Linked DNA regions of Zea mays: region 2 is linked to region 1. Evidence: chromatin contacts called from public Hi-C data. All regions are on one chromosome and are shown on one strand. Each heading gives the region's core, a stretch centred on a gene start, on an enhancer-like site or on the middle of the called end of the contact. The rest is flanking DNA. Distances are from core to core; before and after follow the strand shown.

What was found. Hi-C and Micro-C count contacts between places; a contact is called where the count stands out from the background.
Region 2: a Hi-C map of ear shows a contact between it and region 1, with 2.7 times the contacts expected there. The contact joins the enhancer-like site here to the promoter of LOC100282604 in region 1. A contact is called at or near these places in 4 of 25 Hi-C or Micro-C datasets (bundle sheath, ear, leaf and 1 more) and 1 of 3 datasets of contacts at active chromatin or transcription factors (leaf).

Annotation. Positions count from the first base shown.
Region 1 is chr4:197,696,159-197,701,276 of Zm-B73-REFERENCE-NAM-5.0, reverse strand. LOC100282604 reads left to right here and starts at 2,105. Exons shown (of 3, transcript NM_001155512.2): 1 at 2,105-2,514; 2 at 2,627-2,820; 3 at 3,368-4,104. The coding sequence starts at 2,221. The coding sequence ends at 3,773.
Region 2 is chr4:197,765,374-197,770,491 of Zm-B73-REFERENCE-NAM-5.0, reverse strand. No RefSeq gene overlaps it. Among protein-coding and RNA genes, the nearest start is that of LOC111591405, 7.3 kb to the right of the region's middle. Within about 2 kb of position 2,306, at least 20 of the 20 cell types and tissues checked have an H3K27ac peak or open chromatin away from gene starts, as enhancers often do. A contact at or near this core is called in bundle sheath, ear, leaf and 1 more, where this site is marked.

The DNA of each region.
Region 1 (5,118 bases), core at 856-3,355:
TTCGTTTTAAAATATAATTATTTCTAGCCATCTTTTTATGTCCAAATTCAAATGAATATAGACGTGCATACAAAATACATTCAAGTTAATTAATGAATGTATATTTAGCCTAAAATAAATCATATTTTTGGAAGGAAGTGAGTAGTTTATATAATTTTTAAATGCCTAATATTTAAGATTGTAGCTAAATTATATTTATGTCTATGACTAGCCTATTCGTTTTTTATTTTTTTCTTATGCAGTGATCGATGACACTTGTTATAGCTTGTTGTTGTCGTCGTCATCGTCGTCGTTGTTGTTCATGCTGCTGTTGTTACGACTTCAAGAAATCTCCTCAATTGCTAGAGATATAACCACAACCGAAAAAGAGCAGCCGAGCAAAGAGAACTCTGATCAAATCATCAGCTACTCCCTCCGTCTCAAAATATAATTTGTTTTAGGCTAAAGATATGCATTCATTAACCAACATACAAACGTAGCTTGTATGTATGTCTACATTCATTATCAGTTATTTGAATGTGGACAAAAAAAGAGAGGTAGAAAGAACTATATTCTTTACGAAGGGAGTATTTGTAGCCGATGGGAGTACCTCGACTATTCGGCTCTAGTACTCACATTGAGGGCTTGTTTGGAAGCAATATGATCGGAGGGGATTGAGTGACCTAAAATAGTCGAGGTATTTGTTTGTATCTAACATGAGTCCCGAAGATTGTGCACGGGTGGTTTGTATGTGGTATCAACATATTTGGTATCAAATCCTCCTCGGGTTCTATGTAATTTCTACTTTGGACAAGTGCTCCTTCCTCGATAGTTGCAACTCTATTTTTTTGCATTTGAAGTTCTTCCTTATTTACATGTATATGATTTTAAGTGAATAATCAATATAATGATCTAAGCGAAGGCGAGCGCTTATATTTGGACTTCTAAGCTTATCCATATGAATTTTTGAAAGGAGGATTAAGAAGCTGGATTTCTAAGCGAAGGAGAGCACTTATATTTAGACTTAATTTGAAAAAGGGGGAAAATCTCTTCATCAAAGATAACATCACGAGATATATCAACATGTCTAGTATGACACTCGTAACCTTTATGAAGACCACCATAACATAAGAAAACACATTGCTTTGATCTAAATTTAAGTTCCTGAGCATTATAAGGGCGAAGATTGGGCCAACATGTACACCTAAATTAAGGTGCACAATGAGGAGTAATCTAGTTTTCGCCTATATAGATGCTTTAAGGGAGTAGAATTTTAGATTAGTTTATTAGAAATGATATTAATCGAATATGGAGCAGCAAGAAAGGCTTCATCGTCCTAATTGCCTAGACTCAAGCGGCACGGATATATGCATGAGAGGGAAGGGCCAAACCAACTTCAACTATGAAACAATGTATGTGACCGACAACACCGATTATTGATGTGCATGAGAACAATGACATAGATGCCAAACTTAGTAAGGAATGAGTTAAGCTTTTGACATCCGCTTCCGCCTCATTATACGACAAGTCTTATAATTAAACTGTCACTACATGACAGAGTTCAAAACTCATAAAGTTTCTATAAAAAGTTATAATTTAAACTTAATAAGCTACATCCAAGTGAATTTACTATAATCAGCGATAAACTTTACATAATAATATTTTTTGACCTGGATTGCTCCATGATGGGACGGCATGGCGTCGCAAGTTGTGATTCGTCCAGCAATCAGGCCGTCCTCCCCTGCACTTGATTTCGCTTCCACTGGGCCAACCTGACCTGACGCGGGCAAAAGACAAGATCGCGCCTCGCGGGCTCGTCGGCATCCATGTGACGGTGCACGATGCACCGCAGCTAATAATCTAGCTGTGCCATCGATCGATCACACTCACCAGCTCTGCAACACCATCAGCACGCACTGTAGCTAGTTAGTGCCCTTCAATACACTGTAACTAACCCCTATGCTTAAATTAATAGCTTTAGCTAGTTAGTCTATTTATTTGGCTTTAATTCGTACCGGTTTCTATTAGTTCTACCGTGTTTTTATCTCTATAAATTATAATTACAGTAATCCGGACAGTTCCAGTTATCCACGCTCTAGCCTGCCAGCTCTCCTTCGTCCTTCCCTATAAATAAAGTACTCAAGCAATCCTCGAGCCTCAGGCCCAAGCAAAGCATCCAGCGGAGCCACACCACACCACCCTTGGTCCGGCACTAGCACTAGCTATCCAGTGGAGACGAAGATGGCGACGGCGCGGTGGCTGCAGGTTGCCGCCATGGCGGTGGCGCTGCTGGCGGAGTGGGCGACGGCGGCGGCGCCTCGGAAGCCCGTGGACGTGCCGTTCCAGAAGAACTACGTGCCGACGTGGGCGCAGGACCACATCCACTACATCGACGGCGGGCGGGAGGTGCAGCTGTACCTGGACAAGTCCACCGGCACGGGCTTCCAGACGCGGGGCTCCTACCTCTTCGGCCACTTCAGCATGCACATGAAGCTCGTCGGCGGCGACTCCGCGGGCACCGTCACGGCCTTCTACGTACGTTACATACGAGCTCCTCTCCTGCCTCCTATCTCTACCACCTCGCTCTTGCCGGCTTGTATGTAACAACGTATCTGACTGGTGGCCGGCCGGCTCGCTCTATCTGCAGCTGTCGTCGCAGAACTCGGAGCACGACGAGATCGACTTCGAGTTCCTGGGCAACCGGACGGGGCAGCCCTACATCCTGCAGACCAACGTGTTCACCGGCGGCAAGGGCGACCGCGAGCAGCGGATCTACCTCTGGTTCGACCCCACCAAGGAGTACCACTCCTACTCCGTCCTCTGGAACCTCTACATGATCGCGTAAGCACCCGCATCATATATCCATCGCATTGCTTTTGCGTCCGTCACACACACATCATCACTCTGCATCTGCAATGCAATGCAATCCCCCCGCTGCTCCGTCCTCTGGAACCTCACATGAACCAGGTAGGATTCCCTAAAATTTACCGCGGTAAAAGCTCACTGCTCTGCTCACCGGCGCCGGGGAGGGTACAACGGCAGCGGCACTACAGTCCAGTACTGAAAAAGTGGGACGATGGTTTGAATGAATCCATGCATGCAGTCGTAAAGGCAGACAGCGCGTGCCTCCATGTCCATGTGCAGCAGAGCCAGCCTATGCCCTGCCGCCTGCCCCTGCACAGTACACTACGTACACGCTTGTCTGAACCCTGCACACCACCACCATGGCCGGCCACGGGAGGGCCCGCCCAATAATCTCTTCCTCCTCGTACACCGTGCAGCACCATCGCGCGCGTATCCTACACTACACTTTAATTCCGGCCTCCACTCCAGCCCACGGCAACGGCACTAACTAATCTGAGGATCTATCTCCCCGCCGCTCCGCCAGGTTCTTCGTGGACGACGTGCCGATCCGGGTGTTCAAGAACACGAGCGCCGACCTGGGCGTGCGGTACCCGTTCAGCCAGCCGATGAAGCTCTACTCCAGCCTGTGGAACGCCGACGACTGGGCGACCCGCGGCGGGCGCGAGAAGACGGACTGGTCCAACGCGCCCTTCGTCGCCTCCTACCGCGGCTTCCACGTCGACGGCTGCGAGGCCTCCGCGGAGGCGCGCTTCTGCGCCACCCAGGGCGCGCGCTGGTGGGACCAGCCGGAGTTCAGGGACCTCGACGCCGCGCAGTACCGCCGCCTGGCCGAGGTCAGGCGCCGCTACACCATCTACAACTACTGCACCGATCGCGACCGCTACGGCGCCGCCGTGCCGCCCGAGTGCGCCCGCGACCGCGACGTCTGATGATGATGCGTTGGGCCGGCAAGCTGCTTGATCGAGAGCAGCCTGTAATGTATGTATGGTATGGTATTGTTGTGTGTCAGGTTCGTCGTCGTGGGTCTGCAGAGACACAGAGAGAGTCCGATCCGGCGCGTACGTGTGCCCGCGTGGGCACATGCATACGTACATGCTTGTGTTGTACTGTACGCTCGTATCTCCTCACACCGAAATGAATTGCGATTAAGTATCGAAATTTCGGCAGCTTATCCATCATGTAATGAGTTCCTCTGCAGTACTTAAAACTCTCATCGTCTCTTGTCTGTATATCTATACAACTTCTTGCTCGAAGTAGTCCAATATTTCCGTGTGCATTAGATTAGCATCTAGTGGTATGAGAGTTTTACGTTCATAGAAGGTTACTGCAGACGCGAACTGCTTGTCTACTTCCACCCATCCTATCTCTCGTGTCATCTCTTTTACTTTTTAAACAGTGTACTCCACAATCTTATTATGCTATATAAATATTAAAAAAAGAAATCTAGGTACAATTTGATGCACATATAAAACTAATCAAAACTGAACCGATAGTGATGTTTCATAGAAAATTACCACCAACGGCAGCGCTTGCCTACTCTATAGTAGGGGTCATAACTGTAGGAGATAGATAGATATCCCATGGGTAATCGTCACATGGACATGTTCCATAGGCCGCTTAATTAAACATACCCTCGATAAGTTGTTCACCAAGTTGTGTTATTGGGCCGAAGTTCAGGAGAAGCAGGTACTATCGGGAGGATGACACGCTCCGCCAGAAGTAACACGCCCCGCATGCAACCGGATAGCGGATCATTCAACGTCAAACTCGAAGGGAAGCAACCATGCACCGGAAAAGAGTCGGCACGCAAGAATAGCGAAAGTAGATAGGCCCAGATAAATTTTCACGATATGTAAATAGATATCTCCCCTGCCGGCTATATAAGGCCGCGGAGGTACCCTACAAAAATATCCCCCTCTCTCTCACCATCGCGCCCACTAGTAGACCAATAGGAGTTTTCATCCACCACCATCCACGACTCGCCTGTAATCTGTGAACTCCAAGCAAACTCAATACTCAGCACCACATATGATGTATGGTATTACGCATTCAGCCGACCTGAACCTATATAATTCCCTTGTATTTCGACGTGCTCCTGCACGTACCATCAAGTTGCGATTATCATCGCCGTCCTACCAAAAACATTGCGTGGGTTACCCTGTAGCGTGCAGTCTGGACTAAAAATCAATAATAGCGAACTCTAAATTTTACACTATGAAATTTAATGATTAGATCAAATTAGGATCGAGCTCATTTCTATTCACTTTTGAACTA
Region 2 (5,118 bases), core at 1,057-3,556, 69 kb before region 1:
GCCCACAAAAATCTCGCGATCAGTTGAGATTTTATAGCGATCGGTTAGGATAAACGTAATAGCCAAGAAACCAAAAAATCAAACGGTAAAAGGTAACCGCGCCCCCGCAAGGCGAGGGGCCGGATTTCGGCGGACCATTCACGCGCATGTCGTGCGCCCTTCGCCCCGGCCAGGCGAGCGAGCACGCGCGTGTGGCTCTCCACACTCTCTCCCCTCATCCATGACTTGGTGAGTGAGTGTGACTTCCATATTTAAGCTAGCTCTACTACACTAGAATTAGCAATATGGTGTTATTGGTTTCATCAATTCTCTAGGCTCTAGCTATCCATTTGTATGGGCTTTTGAGATTTTTCTGTGATTTATTAGAATTTCTTAACTGGGCCAAGCCCATAAATCCTAACAGATGTGAGGTATAAATTCACCGCATTAAGGCTGGACGAGCGCCAACCGAAATAGTTGGCAAAGTATCGACGGAATATTTTGTGGCGGCGGTGGATCATCATACGCAAACAACTGCCGTATCATCGAAGACCACTAAAAATAATGCATGCCCCCATACTTCTCTGTAGCCTTGTTAAAAATACAAATGCCTTTATATACTTCCTCCACGATGTGTAAAATTGTGTGTGCTAGGTAGCTTTCGCTAAAAGTTCTCAACAATACATCATCTCTCATCTCGATGCCTAATTAATTTCCATGCGCGTTGGAATTCGGCAAAAAGCGTGGGACGGACAGAAGCATTTAATTAATAACCAGATGAAGAATGTTCGGAAGAGATCCTCGGTGTGGGATCCTTCTCTTTTATTTCTCCCCTTTTGAGAGTTAAGCTAGTTCAAAGGTAGGCCTCAAATGTATTCCTCTCTGGTGCTTCTTTTCTTTTTCCCGAACGGAGGAATTCATGCATTTAGTTTGTTGTCTGCAAATGGATATTCGCTTCTGAAAGAAAAAAGAAAAAAAAGATGCATGAAAACGACGATACTTCCATGCGAAGATCAATACTACATCAGTTGGCTGAAAAATTGACTCCACCAAATCGGTTCGTTTTGATTGCACATTGGTTGATTTAACAAATTATAACTAACTGCCCCGGTAGAGCAGCAGTAGCAACCTGGGATTGCATTGACGACTTGAGCATAAAACCCTCAGGGTTTGTTCGGTTCTACCCCAATCCATATGGATTGAGGGGGTTTCAATCCCTAGTAAGTCAAAATCCCCTCTAATCCGTATCAATCCCCTCCAATCCATATGGATTGAAAATAACCGAACAAGCCCTCAGTGGGCCGGTCGATCCAGCCCAGGCCATCTGAATCGTTTTCATAGTGCTGATTTTAGTACAAAAGATTGGGCTGGGCCCTTGAGATACATGCATGCATGCATATCGATTCTTGTTGGGGGTAATTTCATTGGATTCTTAGAGTGCTAACTCCATTGAGTTTATGCTAACTCGCAGGCGACAAATCCTCCAATGCAAGGTGACAGATGCATGTACGGTCGACGAATTAATGAGAGATCCAAGAGGAAAACAACACCTTGTGCCAACCCAGCCATAGACTAGATAGAGCTTTCGCAGCCTAGCTCTCCCCGATGCGAATCATCTCATCTCTCAAGTCTCTCTCTCTCTCTCTCACGCAGTAGTTTTACTTGCACCACACGAGTTGTTCGCTTTGCCGTGCCGGCCTGCGTCCGTTCAGAATCGTCCACTGCTTTGTATTAGAGTAGGCTTTGCTCGATCGATCTGGCGTCCCAATTAAGTCCCATTCCACGCATGCATATGGTCGTCGAAGGGCAACGCACAGATTCGGCACGGAACGGGGCTGGCCGATCTGGTCGTCGCGCCCACTCGCCGCCGGCGTGGCGACTGTCGTCGCAGCCGTACGTACGTACGAACACGCGTAAACTCGATTGCGTTGGTCGATCTCGGTTGCTCCGTGCTCGATCATGCATGCACGCACGCGGTCAATCGTTGACCGACGAAACATGCAGCCACTCGATCCGGGGTTGTTAAATTAGTCAGCGTGTCCCTAAGCTACTCCACTGCTAGACTGATGAGCTCTTGAATTCAAATCCGATTCTTTTACGACCACTTCGAGGCACGTTTTTCTTTTACTATTTAGACGAAACAAAGTTGAACATTACAAAGCTTGAACGACAGATAATCGCTGCTTAACGGTCGTCCCCTGAGCTCAACTGTTTTGTCACGGCGTAACGGCACCAGTGGACCTTAGCTGTTTGAAGCAGCTTGCGACGCGGCATATATCTGGCTGGCCCAACCCTTTGAAATCCAGCTAGCTCCGTGACCACCCAATCCCGCACCATTACAGAACAGGCCCGCGAGAGGGACCGGCCGGCGCTTTAAAGGCCCATCGGTCTGAGAGGTGAGAGCCCCCAAAAAATTCGTTCTTTCTCGGCTCCCCTTAAATCTCTACTATACCTTAAGGGTACATCACCGTGCCCCCCGCGCGTCTTCGCCCCCGCATGCCGCACGCGCCAGCCATCGCCCGCGAGCCCCCGCCCTCGAGCTCGCCCGCGCACCAATCTCGCCGCAGGGTATCCCGCCCGCCACCAAACCGCGCCCCCTGCCCTCGCCCTCGCCCTCGACGACGCTGCCCTTTGTGATGGCGGGATCCGCGGACGCGTCGCCACCAATCCCGCCCCGCCAGATTAGGGTTCGCGCAGTGATCCTGCCCCCGCCAACGGCGTCACAGAGCCCGCCTACACCAAACTGTGCCCCCTGCCCTCGCCCTCGCAAAGGGCAGCGACCGATGGAGGTGGCGCGCGCGGTGGCCGTCCGAGGTGAGCGAGTCGTTGCAACGCACGAGAGGAATCGCGGGGGCCGGAGGAGCAGCGGCCGGTGGAGGTGGCCATCCGAGGTGAGCGCTCCGCTTCCCCAGGACCGGGCTCGCTTGCTCGCTGGGAATCGGGTTTCAGATCCGCGGATGGGGGCTCTAGATGCGGTCGCTGTTCGATCCGGGTTGCACGGATTTCCCGCTGAATTAGTTGGCACCCGGATCAGACACGTGTTTCATCTGTTGTGTGGTTGCAGCCGTGGAGAATTGTTGCGATTGAGTCTCATTGTTGCGATTGGTACATGTGTGATGTCCCTAACTGAGGGGAGTGAGGATCTGCGTAAGTAACTGGTTTCGAATTTATCGACAGTGGGCTCGCTGGCGTCGGCCCGTCCAGGAGGAGCACGACGGCGATGGAGTCCTCCTTGGGGAAGTCGAGGAGGTCGTCGATGTGGTGAGCCGTTGTTCTTGGCCCCCGCACAGCCACGCAACCCTCTCCCTCGCGAGATCAGCCCCTAACCCGTTTCAACAGATCTGTCCCTCAGTCACGCACCTCACCGCCAACTCGGTGTCCTCTCCCCTCCGTGTCCGGCATGGCGCAGCTCACCTCCATATAGTGCCTCCGCCCGCGTGCTGTCATCCTCTCTAGAAAGCTCCACTCAGTCCACGCCCCAGGACGCCCTCCTCCCTCGAGGGATTCCTGGGCTTCGCAGCTGCTGCGGGCGCTCAAGTGTCTCGCGCAGTCCCTTGGCAGTGGCGTCGTACACTTTCTCGTGTAGTCCCTCAGCAGCGAGGGCGGCTGCGTGCAGACCCTTGGTGGCGACGACATGCCTGGGAGTGTCGTTTCAGATGAGGTATAGCATGGCACAACCGACCAAGCTGGGCACTGCAGTGCATCCATCGATCTGATCCAGTCTTGCCGCGCCCACCTAAATCCTATCTGATTTGCACACCCGCCTCTCTACTCTACAAGACCTGGAGGACGAGCCCAGCGTGACAAGAAGTTCGATGGCGCGGAGCGCCAAGCGCAGCCGCACCACCGAGGTGATCAACCTGTCAAAGTTTGTGTTCAGGTGGTCTCTGTTCTTGTTCATTAGTAGTAGTTACTTCAAATCAAGGTTCTGAACATTTTTTTGCTCTCTGTTCAAAATAACCCTCTGAATACATTACACATTCAAATGTCTACATTCTAGGACATTTTCTACCGGATAAAATACAGTTAGATTTTCCAGTAACATTAACTAGGACTGTGATTTTTTTTGAACTGATCCAATCTTGTCGCGCCCATTTTTTGAACCTCAATCTCCATGGGGTTTTAATACATTTCCGTAGAACCAACGGTTAGGATTGAGAATGTTAGTAACATGTTTTTAAGTTTCATTAAGTAGGACCTTACTCTCCTATCGGTATTCTGTCAAAGAATTACCTTATCCTTTTTAACAAAGTACACTTATTGGATTTTAAGATACAAAGAGAAGTATGTGTTAGTCTATGCTAATTTATTTTGCTTATCATAATCTTCTTTTCTACTTAATGAATTCACACATCCTAATAGTTTAATTATTAGCTAAAACTAATTTGGGATCTAACTTCATTTGTTTTCTTGGCAATTTTTCAAACTGGGTGGACATGATGATAAGAAGGTGATGATTCCTACTATAATAACTTTGCGAGACATGTTTACTCATGCTGAGTTGAGAGTAAGTAGTTGAACTATGCTTGATGTTGCCTTTAATATGCACTCTTTTGATCCCAGAGACTGGGCATACTTGTACTTGTTTGCACATTAGATTATTTCAGATTGCTCTCACGAGGCTCATGTTTCATAGCAACTTTTTTCATTGTGTATGCTAATTTATATGAACGTCACTTTCATTCTCATACTAGAATAGTTTCTGAAATCAATGTTATAAAATCAATTTAGTCTGTGTTTCTTGTGTGTGTCCATTGAAAATAACACAATACCTGTGATTCTTACACAACTGTCTCATGATTCTTTTGACAGATTACTGCAGGCAAGCGATTGCCAGATCTGGATTTGTGGAGCCAACACCTATCTGTTAAAATTTCTGGATTTCACAAATCACAAGAGAGTTGTAGAGAGTTCGAGCTGAGCAGAGATCCCGGTACTGCTGGCCAGTGGCCACACATGTAATCTATTCAATCCCTTCCCATTGAAACTACAATATTTTTTACTGCATTAGTTAAGAAAGCATACATGTACAATAGATATGCAATATGCAGTAATAGATATAACAAAAGATCTAACAAGTATGGAAACAAACTAAATAAGCATGCCTCAATATAGTAATCGCACAGTTGAGCACCACTT